Linked DNA regions of Mus musculus: region 1 is linked to region 2. The links are chromatin contacts, called in public Hi-C maps. All regions are on one chromosome and are shown on one strand. The core of a region is the stretch at or near the end of the contact, and the rest is flanking DNA. Distances in the headings are between cores, read along the strand shown. Region 1 overlaps Lrmda (leucine rich melanocyte differentiation associated). Region 2 overlaps Lrmda (leucine rich melanocyte differentiation associated).

Region 1 (6,038 bases), core at 3,069-5,568, 180 kb after region 2:
TATGCATATGCCCACGTAGTCACCCAAGAAGTAACTCTGCATTGTTACCGTAAGTATATAATCCCATCTACCAGCTTGCACTATACTCTGACTTTGATGAAAAGTCAGCAGTACAAGGGGAAATCTCTTCATCAGAAAACTCAATAGAAAGGAAAAAAAGAAGCATTCCCAAGACATTGTCATGTATTGCTGGTTATTTTTGGTGGTTAAGAGAATTATTTGAAAACAAAGAAACCTTTCACAAAGCCTCCAAAATACAAAAGATTTAATAACATTTACATCTGTGTATCAGCCATGTCTGTAATGCAAGTCATGAATAACACATCAACCGGCACAGAGAAAGCACAGAAGTCCTCACACATCATTTAAAATCCACCCCACCCCATCGTCAGCGGAATCAAATACACAGCAGGAACAGTTCCAGTTCACACACACACAATATAGTCACTGAAGATGAAAATGTATTAATTATGTTTCTCAAGGTTCAGAGAGAGATAGCAAGGTTCACTAAACTGGTCCAACTTCTCAATTGAAAAATCCATACCAAAAGACCCTCCTGGGCTGCCTCTGGATTTTGAAGAAACAACAGAATGGTTGCTCATGTATATTTGTCTTGTGTGTGGCTGATCAATTAAGTCTGCAGTTGGGGCTCCATCTCGCCTTCATACTGTGCTGAAAATGGAGGCTGTTAAAAGTGAGTAAGTTAAGAAAGGAAGAAAGAAGAAGAGTAAAAGAAGTAAAAGGCTTTTCTAGTGAGGAATACATAAGTCCAGGGAGTGTCCAGTGCAAGTCTGCCACGCAGCGAGCTTCCTCGATCAGCCCCTCTGCCATCTGTGGATCCCCAGGAATCTTCTCGAACTTCCAAAAGCAGTGGGTCCTTAGATTCTATCAGCTTGTGATCTATCTCTGGACCAGTTTTTGCTATGTGATGGAGAAGGATGAGTTGAGAGAGAGATGATCTAGGAGTTTTTGGTGTTTATTATGTATTCTTCAAATTGGTATTTACTGTTTGTTCCTAGGAGCTGGAGGACATTGAAAAATGTTCACTTTAGATGAGCACTTTGTTTCTCTATGTAGAGTAGTACTTTCATTACCTTTGTCTCTAATCTTTGCCCAGCTTCCCTTTCCTCTCCTGTTCATTGTATTTCTTCTATCTCAGGGCCTTCCTCTGTGGATGCTGCAGCATGTAGGAGGAATTCCCTTCGTATCTCATTTCAATATGAAGTTTCGGGTCTTTCACTGAGGCAGAAGGTTAACAGTCCTTTCTCTCTGTACTTCAGAGGCGTAATTCCTAGAGAGTGTTTCAGGGCAAGTGGGGTGTAATTGCTAAATAATATAGTCATTCTTGTTTTAAATGAGAAATATTTCCATCATTCCTGATGTGTGTGTGTGTGTGTGTGTGTGTGTGTGTACATGGGCAGACCCTGAGAGATGAGGCTTCTGCAGAAAGGGAAGCTCCAGCTATCCTAGGGGAGTTTGCACATTTACCCATTTAGGTTTTAAATGCTGTGTTGCATGCTGGGCCTTTTAGGCACTTGGGATTATGTATAATAGATGACCTGCTTTTACAGGGATGCATGCTATACAGATGTAAATGTTATTATAGCTTTTATATTTTATGTTCTTGTTGAAAGATCATTTTGTCTTTGAGTAATACTGCCATTCAATTCTTTCTTGGGGGAGGGTGGCAGAGGAGGAGGGGGTTATCTTTAAAAGAGAATATGAACTCGATATTGCACATCATATATTTCTTAAAAGTAATTTGGAATTTTAGGGTCTGGGATCGGGGCTGACTGATACACTGCCGTGATGAGATATAACCCTTAGAAAATAACAGCACTCGCACATGCCTGCATCTGCCCAACCTCATAATTCACTTTCACATTGGATTATGGATGTCTGCGTTCACTGAGTCTATCTTCCCTTTAGGTATTATTTCAGCCCTTTGAGATAATAAGGAAAGTTTAATTGCGTTGTTAATTGATTTTTTGCACAACATTATTACCTTGATTGATTGCAGAGTTGATGAAAATGTTAGACACAGGCAGCGTGGAGTCTCAGCCGGGCAAGGAGTGGGAGCCTTGTGGAGAATAGATAACCTTGATGTTAAGGGCTATATCCTTCAGATATGTCTTCCCGTGACATATTGATGGCCCTCGAAAAGGGAAAAGCTGATTGTATGCAGAATGCAATCATTAAACCCACTTCAGTTCACTGTTGATTAATTTGTTTTTTTCCTGAAGGATCTAGTTATAGGGAAGGCCTCACTTGTACCAACCGCAACCATTTCCTAGGCCCCAGATGGCTTAACCCTCTAGGTGAAGAGAAGGAATAAGGCTGGTGGGGCTAAGTATGAGCAGAGGGAGGTGTTTGATGCTCACAAGGCATCTCCATCCCCTGGAGAGTGCTCGATCAACCCTCCAAAAGTATCAGTATGTTAGTTAAAGTGTCTATAACCAGGAACCCTTTGCTTAGGGTATAGGACACAGCCTCAATGGCTTGTTTAGTAAGGCTTATTTTCACCTTACAGTGGTATCTATGGATGACACAAGACAGGAAGGAATGTTGTTATTTAAAATTTCTATAAGCTTATCCCGTGCTTGGTGACTTGGGGTGTCACTGATCTGTCAGTGTTTGTGTCTGTCAGCTTTCTGTCACCATGACCAGATGCTTGGGACAAGTGACAATTAAAGCAGATGGCTTAGGAGATTCTATCTGTAATCAGCTGGCCCTGTTGCTTTTGGACCTGTGGTAAGGTGGTATACCGTGTAAGAACTTGCAGCATAGCAAACCATGCACCTTACAGAGTGGGTACAAAAGGAATACATAAAAGGGGACAGGTCCCTCTGTCCCCCTCTCCAAGACTATGCCTACAATAACCTTGGAGTGTTTGCACTGTGGTGACAGAATACATGAGCAAAATAAGTAAACGGAGAAAGGGCTTCATTTGATTCATGGTTTTAGTTGATCATGGCAAGAAAGATGTGGCAAAGAGGCCCATCTCATGGGCACAGGAAGACCAGGGAGGGTACACTCATATTTACAGATTTTGTCACCCTTTCCTGGATCCCAGCCTCTGAGATTAGGCAAGAGAGGAAATCTTGACGTCATAATGTTCCCCGGGAAAACCTTCACATGCGCTTCTCAGCCCCATCTGTTGCCAGTCAGCCATCATATCTAACTGCTTCCACTAAGGCTCCATTATGTGCCAACATCTGTGAGAGAGACTATTGTGTTAGAGGTCCATGAGGGACATTTATGATCCAAACCACAGCAAGATGGGCAGCAGTGAGAATCTGGAGGTCCCTAATACACTCGCCATTAACTTCTCTCCCTGCCCTGAATGACTCTTCCCTGTTATCACCATTACTGCCATGTCTAAAACCATCTTCATTGTCCCAAAATCCAAGTTGATTGAAAAACCTGGTCTTCCTTCTCTTTTCACCCATCTTGATCTATCATCAATCCCAGAAATCTTCTGCTGAGACCTAGGGTATAGGATACAGCCACTACAGCTTGTTTAGCAATGACCTTGAGGCTCGGAATACTGGTTTCAGAGGAGGGACTGGCTTTACACACTTTCTAATGCAATAACTCTAGAAAATCTCTGCATTCTAAGGTGGGTGGGCAGCTTCCCCTGGAGCCCCGTCACTTTAGATACTTTTCACTTATGGAACATTCTGTCTTGTTTTGCCCTATCTTCCCTCTATGGCTGTCCCCATTACTTATTCAAACCAATTTTTAATTGCATAGCATTGTTGGAGGCCGACCAAAAGTTACATCATCTTCCTGGGGTCATGTGGGCTTCAAAGGCAAGAAGAGAAATGGCTCAGGAACACCCCTTCCCTACCCCAGCACCACAGAACATCATGGTGACAGCCTCACTTCTCCTGTCTGCCCCACCTCCTCCATTACAAGTCTTTCTTCTCCTCAACTAACCACTGGTGCACAGGGAGTGTAATATCCACAGTCTTGGCCCTCAATTACCGTAATGGCTTATAATGAGATTTTGGCCAAGTAGCAGGTAGCTGGTTATTGCTTCCTGCTCAGCGTGGGCAATGTCTATGCTGTTAATTTGTGTTACTGAATGTGGCTCAGAGCTGGGCATCAAACTGTCAGAGCCAGATGTATTCTATTAGGCTATACTGGACAATAGGCAATCTTTGTTTTTCCAGTATGGAGGCATGTTAACTTACCACAGGGTGAATCCAGACAAATAAGAGTCAAACTAAAACAAGGGGGTGATATCTTAAGTCATCAAAGTAGTACATTCCAGGGACAGATAACACCTGGCATCACCTACTGTCACTACTGTTTCTCTGCCTGGGACTGCTCCATTGACAGGCAAAAAACAAAACAAAACAAAATAAAACCTTCGTAAGATTGCTGGGGAGACTGGTAACTTCATTAAGTTTTAATGAGGCTAACCCTAATGAAGGCCTTTCTAATGTACTTTGTATTTACTAGGCTTTCATCTTGAGCAAGAAATAGGGTCCAGAAAGTTTCTAGTGCTCTTGTGTGCTTCTTTGTCTTGATGTACACACATGTGTGCATGTATATATACACACATACATAAAAGCATGTGTCAAGAAGGTGGAGGATGGGTAGTTGAAGACATTCAGGAGTACAGTTTGTTAGTGTCCAAGTATTGTGATTCTGCAACAGTAGACTTTTGGACACACACTTTTGGACAGAGAGAGCTAGAGGCAGGGGTGGGAGAAAGAAGAAAGGAAGGAATGAAGAAGGGGGGAGGGGTGGGTAAGAGGAAGGGAGAGACAGACAATGTAAATTTCATTCAATTAGATCAAATATCAACAGATCCTCTTTGTTTTTCTTTGAGAGAGGCAATTTTGACTACCCTAGAACTAAGAAAGATTATGATATCATCTATGGAGAACCAGTTCACTTGGATTTTAATGGAGGGCAGACGGAGTTTGGGTCAGTGTGCTCAGGGAGGAAGCCCTTTAGGGGCTTGAATTACAACAATCTCAGTTGTTACTACATTTGCTTAATTTCGTCTGAGAGTTCCATCCTGCCCCTCCCTGACCTCTTTTCTAAAAACCTGGGTTTATTTTCAATAACTCCTTGGATAAATTTCAGCCCAAGGAAGCACACAGAACTGTAGAGAAAGCCCTGCCTCCACCTTTTGATGCTAGCCCTCGATGAGAACAGATCTGAAACCAAAATGTGAATGTCTTCTTAAGAGCACAGCCAGCACCCCTGTTCACACTCTGCCAGGAAACCCCACTTCTCAGGTGTGTTCATAGAGGGGCCTGGCAGCTTGGAGGAGGAGCAAAGATATCTGGAAAGCTGTTTTCCCAATTCCCCCTGCTCTGTACTTCATAAATCATGTTTTACAGGCTCACCCCCAGTCCTACCCCATTCTCTGCTTTCTTCTCCTGTTAATGCAATCAGCATGCCACTAAAATAAAACCCCAAAATGGGAGAAAGCTTGAATGTCCAAATATTGTGCATCTTTTTTTTTTTCTTATTTCAGTGCTGAAGTTTGAACTAAGGGCCTGATACTGTGCTAGACAAGAGCTGTCCCTCGCTTCAGTCAGTCATTACTTATCTGTTTTAGGTGCCATTTGTTTTCTGGCTGCTCTTGGGAAGCAAATAAAACTTCTATTTACTAGAGTGCAATACAGTAAGATCTTCAACTAGCCAGATTCTTTGTGTCTCTAACTTTAAATATGAATAAAAATGAGGGCATTTACTTTACCAAAGAAAAGGGCAGGGTGGGGAGGGGCCTTTAGGTTGTTCTAGAACAGACTTTCTTAAAGATCATTCTGCAACATTATCTGGGAATTTTCCAAAAGAAACAAATTTCTCGTCCCAGACTCAGACCCACTAAATTGGAAGTTTTGGGGATGGTCCCCATGGAGAGAAAGTCAAGGAGAACCAGTTCCTAGGGAGAGGACACCCAACTCTTTGGCATGTCAAATGTATGGGCTCCGAAGCACCCTTAGGCCATTGTGCTCAGTCCACAAATATCAACTTAGATATGGGGAGACGTCTCAGTGGGAAGCAAACCTGAG
Region 2 (6,052 bases), core at 2,564-5,063:
GTCTGTCACTTAGCCGATAGCACTGAAACAAAACAAAACAGCCCACAAATCTGGGGGCCAACCAAGATGATTCGTTAAATAAAGGAGAATGGTATTTACTATGGATTAAATTACAAAATCAAGAGAAAGGGAAACTTACTGAATGGTACCACCATATGATGGCATTAAAAATGTGACATGAACCAGCATTTTTTACAGGGTCTCCATCCCATAAAGAGAGCCATGCAAAAGAAAACTGAGCTCTCAAAGTAGCACTTTCTGCAGCTGGACGAGGAGGAGGAGGAGGCAGAGCAATGTGCCCAGATGAGGAAGAACAAAGGGTTTGTCTGTTTGCAAGCTTGGTGACGGCCTGCAGATGTATAAAAGCTGGCGGGGAAGGGAATCCGCCTTTGTTGTTCTGTTGAAAAGATCTTTACATGATGACACAATTCAAGTCCTTACTGAATTAGTGATTTTGTATTTTCAAAACATAATTAATTCAGGACAACTATTCCAGTTTTTAAAAAATGTTCAAGCAGAAGCGCTCACTCTGTCATTAAAGGCCAAGGACCTGCACTCTATCCCAGTCCCCTGAACTCATAGAGAAATAAAGATGAGTGTTCTTGGAACCTAAGTGCTGAGGAGGCAGGGACATGCGGCTCCTGGGCCTTGGTCTAGCCTAACAGACTATCTCTAGGCCAGTGAAAGACTTTACACCCCTTCAAAAAAAGGTTGGCTCCTTCCTAAGGAATTGTCACATGATTTTGTCTTCTGCTGGCCACATGCACATGCAAACAAATGCATTACCCAACCACACACACACACACACACACACACACACACACACAAAGGTTTGTTTTAGGGACTTTCTGTCTAATCATTTTCCTCTTCATAGCACCTCTTCCTGGGGCTAAAGGCTACCTGGCTTCAGGGTTTTCTGGGAAGGACTCTGTAGAGACCAGAGACACTGTAATGTTGGCATAGGGTCATGTGAGTTAGTTCTCCCTCTTCAGGGGACCGAGCCTTGTCTGGGTCATAGGATAGAATTTGGGCAAATCTTCCCTGCCATTCAGTAAGTAATTCAACTGCTGTCTGGTCTATTATCCCAGCCACGCAAAGCTGCAGGGAACATGTATGGTGGTTTTGTGATGTAGAAGCTATCACTACAAACTTTTTATTTCTTGAACATCATCTTGCAGTGTCATGATTACAAGGCTCTGAAGAAGATAAACCCTCCGTCCATTCCCTGTATAAATGGGCACTCGGGACAAAACCACCTAGTTAATTTCTCCTTGTTGCTGAAGGAGAGTCTGAATCCTAACCACAACACAACCTATCCCCTAAATCTCTATTAAGAATCATCCAGGGTAGTCTGGTGAAGTGCTATTTAAAGTCAGCAGAGAATTATAAAGTCAAAAGTGAAAAATGGTACAACAGGAAAGAATCATAAAAAAACACTAGATCAGTTAAATGTAGTCAAAGGCAATTTAGTGTGAACTGGCACTGGTCCTTATTGATGCGGAGAATGTGATGTGTCAGGGGTTGCCAAGAGCATGAGGAGAATGCAGAGCGAAGGATGCAATGCCTGCTTCACCCCGGAGCAGCCACACAGGTCGAGGAAGGACACGGGGCTGCCTTGTTCTTATACCAGGAGTAAAGGAACACTATTATAATTCCCTCAGTCTGGCCATCTCTTTTTTTATTTCTATCTCAATGTGTGTGTGTTTGTGTGTGTGTGTGTGTACATATATTTTAAAAATATATTCATCAAAATTAGAAAGCCAAGAGAAATGACTCAGTTTATAAAATGTTTGCCATACCAGTATGTGGATCTGAATTCATCATTCCAGAATCCACATAAAACTAGAGTCTGACACTGCAACCCAGTAACTGTATAGCTGGGGAGATGGAGGGTCTCTGGGGCTTGCAGTCTAGCTGAATCAGCCAGGTCTGGCTTCAGTGACAGACCCTGTCTCAAAACAATAATGTGGTGAGCAATTGAGGAACACACCTGACATTGACTCCTGGCCTACACACAGACACACAGAAACAGACACACACAGGCACACACACACATGCACAAGCACATGTGCACATACACACATGGACCTGTACACACATGTAAACACATGCAAATAATAACAAAATTACTCCTTTCATCGAGATAAATGAACTAAGAATCATATAGAAAGAAGAAGCCCAGGAAGCTAAGTAGTCCTTATGTGTACTTTTGAAATTTCTACAGATTTTGCCTCTCTGAGGCCACTATAAGGACCTGCGTTTCCACATCAACCTCTCTTCCCTCCTATCTGACACTGTTTCTGCCTCATTCGTCAGTCATGCTGTGTCCCTTCAAAGAATAACAGCATCTTTGATCATTACTAACGACAGCTGCCATTACCCCATCCCATCCTTTGTAGGCATTGTGCTGAGACCTATACAGAACTTCATCTATCCCCCACCCCACGCACAGTGAGAGAGATCTTGTGATCCCACTTCTTCATGAGAGAGGACAGTGATCTTCGAGACTTGAGGTCCTGCATGGCATGGCAGAGACAGGATTTAGCAAGCCGGACTTCCTCAGCAGATGCTGTTAGTTCTTCCCCAACTTTGTCAACAGCAGGGACTGCACACTCATACTGCCCAGAGACAGAGGCAGCTGTCAACCATAGCATGGAGCACGGAAGAACAAGGTCTGATGGAGTCCTGCCCTGACCTTTTCACATACTGCCTTGGTGACTAACAAGACACTCACTTGCTCCATGTCTCCCTGTCTTCAGAATGGGGACAGTGATGACACTGCCTTGGTAGAGTGATGGAGGCAGTTGTCCTAAGTGTGCTGAGGAAGATGCGGCCCACGGGTTTGAGTGCGGCTACCTCTATAGTTACTATCAAGTTCTTTGTGTTTTATTCATGCTTTTCAGCTTCTAAAGGCAGGCGCTTTCACTGAGGAAAGTGCTTGTAGACAAAGTTGAGAGCCAAGAGGTAGCAGGACGAGGACCTGCTGCGTGTCAGTACAGCAGATGGTCTGCAAGGTGGCCGGCTGCTCAGGCCCTCCAAGCCTTTCTGGAATTCGGGCACTATCTACTTTTGGTAGACCTGTTTCCCCCACCCCCAAATCAAATCAGTTTGAAGAGATGGAAAACAAGGAAGCCTGACCCCTTGACTATTCCCCTCCTTGTACCTGCACCTTCGGAATCAGGTTCTGGAACTACCACCTTGCTTGCTCATCATCAGCCCACCACTGGAAAGAGAAAGCATCCAGGGGACTTGCATGAAGCTCTAGCTCTTGCAGAGTCTAGCTGCTGATTATAGGGGGAGAGACTGGTGTAACCAAAATGCTTTGGAAGACACGAAAGAGACCAGAGAAAACTATTGGGAGGTGGATAATACAGGCCGGGCAGGAGCAGCCATTAATCTCAAGGGTCTTCAATTTCCCTTAGAAGTTCCCTCCCCCCCACCCCCGAAAGAACAGAAATGATCCAGGCCATATGCTGTCCCTTTGTAATCCTCTGAGATGAGGGCTCCTCCCTCCCCACCAACAGATTGAGGCCAATGCTGCGGCCTCATTTAAGATGGTTCTTGAACTTGAAAAGGAGCGTAAAGGTTGTGGCATGCAGGCAGAGTCAACGCAGATGATTTGACTAAAGTAATCCTGATGAATGCCAGGCCCCTCCTGACCACCACAGCCTGACGATGACACATCCGAGGCTCCTTGGGCTGGCTTGCATTTAGGTCAATCTGAACAATCAGGGAAGACATAGTTCCGCTGTGCAGAGTTCTGGGCTGTGCAGGGAACAAGCTAATTGTTCAGTCTCAACTGAGACCTTTCGCTCAAGTCATTAATCACAGAGCATGGTCTGGAGCCTTGGCCCGGAGTTCTATTCTTTAGGCTGAGCCCCTGCTGCAGATGAAGGCTCATTCCAGGTGCTAGCCATTTGCGCTCTCTTCCAATGGGGCTGATTTATGGACCTGGAGATGTTTCCTGGTTTTTCCAAATTCTGTTCCATTACTTTGTAATAAAGGAGACATGTGATTTCTGGCTTTTTGCAGATCCTCAGTTTTTACATTCTCTAATACCAAAGATTTTAAAAATTAGTTTGTGGTCGGCTGTCTGTGATCTGGAGGGTGGAAATGCTGTTCTGTGTTTGAATATCAAAGTCAAAACCATAGGGACTCTTATTTCTTTCCCCTGCTGGTTACAGTTGAAGTTGTACAAGTCAGGCAGGAGTCTTTGTTTCCACATTCAACATCCAGATGCAAATTAAGGTTTGGGAAACCTTGGTGACAGCAGCTTGCTGCAGGTGTTAGAGTTATCCCCATCCCCTCCTGACACATGTTGTTCACAGTATAATATTAAAAGGCCTTTCACACTTCAGCTGGCTCTCCAGTGAGAGTATAAGCCAATACTGAAGACTTCAAAAGGGAGCCTGTGTGTCAAAGGAGGACACTGTCACACTGAGGCCAAACAGGGTGCTGCCTAGTGGTACCTGTTTGACTGAAAGCTAAGCCAGATCTGGGCTGATAGGGGACAGCAGATCCCCTGGGAGTTTCTGCAAGAGGCAGAATTGTGTCAGGAGAGAGTAATTGGAAATTGATACTTGGCATATCTCTGAACTACCCTTTTATTCCAGATAACACCAAAGGGTTTGGCCAAGAGTCTCTGGTGGGTAATCTATCAATTCCCACAATCCATTGCTGAAATACAATCTGCTTGAAAGTCACCAGCTGCTTTCTGATTCTGATTCCTAACTAGCACTTAAAAGTGTGAAGGCCTGTAGTCTTCATCTGGGTGAGTAGAGGAGGGTGGGAGAAGCAGCCAGCTCTGCCTTTTGATGAGTCTCTGAATAATATTGTCACTGGCAACAGCAAACTATCCTTAAAATTCAACTCAGTTCAACAGGTACAGATCCTGAGCCTGCCCTGGGCCTCATGCTATGCTGTGTGCCATGGGACATAGAAAATAAATATCAAACGTGGTCTTTGCCCTTGCGGAGCTTGTGGCTCGGAGGGAAGATGATGTGTTTATGAAACACGTATCATGTGGCAAGATAAGGTCTTGTGTATGTGCCAAAGTGAGGGGAGCTGGGAATAGGGAAGACACAGAGGCAGCAAAACAAGGACAGAGCAGTCCAGGGTTGTCATAGAAGGTTTTATGGATGAGGTGGGACAAAGACACCAATATCCCCAAACCCCAATTTTTCCCTTAAAGAAACCTGCCTCCTGTTACTGAGAGATTCCGGATACATTCATGTGCACCTCACAGTATGAGAATCAGGTGATTCTGTTTGAATACGTGTCACATACATGTTAGGGTGCCAACAACCAGATATAATGAAGTAGAATAACACGTTCTATTGGCATATGTGCTCTTCTGGGGCCAGCTCCTCTTATGCGGATACCTAAAGGTATTGCTGGTCTCCATGATCGCAAAGCCTAAGATCCTTTCCACTTGCTTTTAATGACCTAAAGATCTTCCAACCCCAGGTACATTGTGAGCTGATGCTCTGAGTGCACGGTTGTTATGGAGCTGTCCCACCTCATCCTCATCCATGGATGGCATGGGAGCTTTGTGAGCTGCCTACAGTGTAAAGCCTGTTATGAATATGGATGGTGGGCAGAAAAGACATGGGACCAGCTTCAGATGCTGGCTTAAATACTGAGTTAGAGAGGACTTGAGTAGCATTAGAAAGTCTGGGCATGGCCCAAATTCAAGGCCACAAAAGTGAAGCCTCGTGTCCATTTCTGTGAAGGTCAAATGTGGAGGGCAAGCCGCATTTTTTATTAATTTTCATATTTTGTCCTTGACAGTCATTCTTCGAAAAGTCCCTTATCTTTAGTGGTAAGGCAGTCTTGCAGTAGGCTTTGGTGCCTGAGAAGTTGGTTTGTTTTATTTTTTAATGTTTTTCTTAATGTATTAATTGTATATAACAGTGAGGCTTATTATGACATTTGCATGCATGTACATAATGTATTTCTGTTATTCACATTCCACTACCCTCACTTTCTCTATTTTCTTTCTTCTCATGTTTTCCCCTTTCTATTTCTATGTCTTTTTTTTTAATTAAATATT

Evidence for each region. A called contact is a pair of places that touch in the nucleus more often than the background predicts.
Region 1: a Hi-C map of the N1E-115 cell line shows a contact between it and region 2, with 9 times the contacts expected there. The contact joins two enhancer-like sites. A contact is called at or near these places in 10 of 484 Hi-C or Micro-C datasets (the BV-2 cell line, the N1E-115 cell line, beige adipocytes and 6 more) and 1 of 115 datasets of contacts at active chromatin or transcription factors (neural progenitor cells).

The regions. Positions count from the first base shown.
Region 1 is chr14:23,039,118-23,045,155 of GRCm38.p6, forward strand. The region is part of intron 6 of Lrmda (leucine rich melanocyte differentiation associated); the gene reads left to right. Gm10248 (predicted gene 10248) reads right to left here. Exons shown (of 4, transcript NR_033550.1): 3 at 2,006-2,080; 4 at 1-1,022. Among named protein-coding and RNA genes, the nearest start is that of Gm10248, 52 kb to the right of the region's middle. Within about 2 kb of position 4,319, at least 3 of the 459 cell types and tissues checked have an H3K27ac peak or open chromatin away from gene starts, as enhancers often do. A contact at or near this core is called in the N1E-115 cell line, where this site is marked.
Region 2 is chr14:22,860,533-22,866,584 of GRCm38.p6, forward strand. All of the region lies in intron 6 of Lrmda (leucine rich melanocyte differentiation associated), which reads left to right. Among named protein-coding and RNA genes, the nearest start is that of Gm30926, 62 kb to the left of the region's middle. Within about 2 kb of position 3,814, at least 16 of the 459 cell types and tissues checked have an H3K27ac peak or open chromatin away from gene starts, as enhancers often do. A contact at or near this core is called in the N1E-115 cell line, where this site is marked.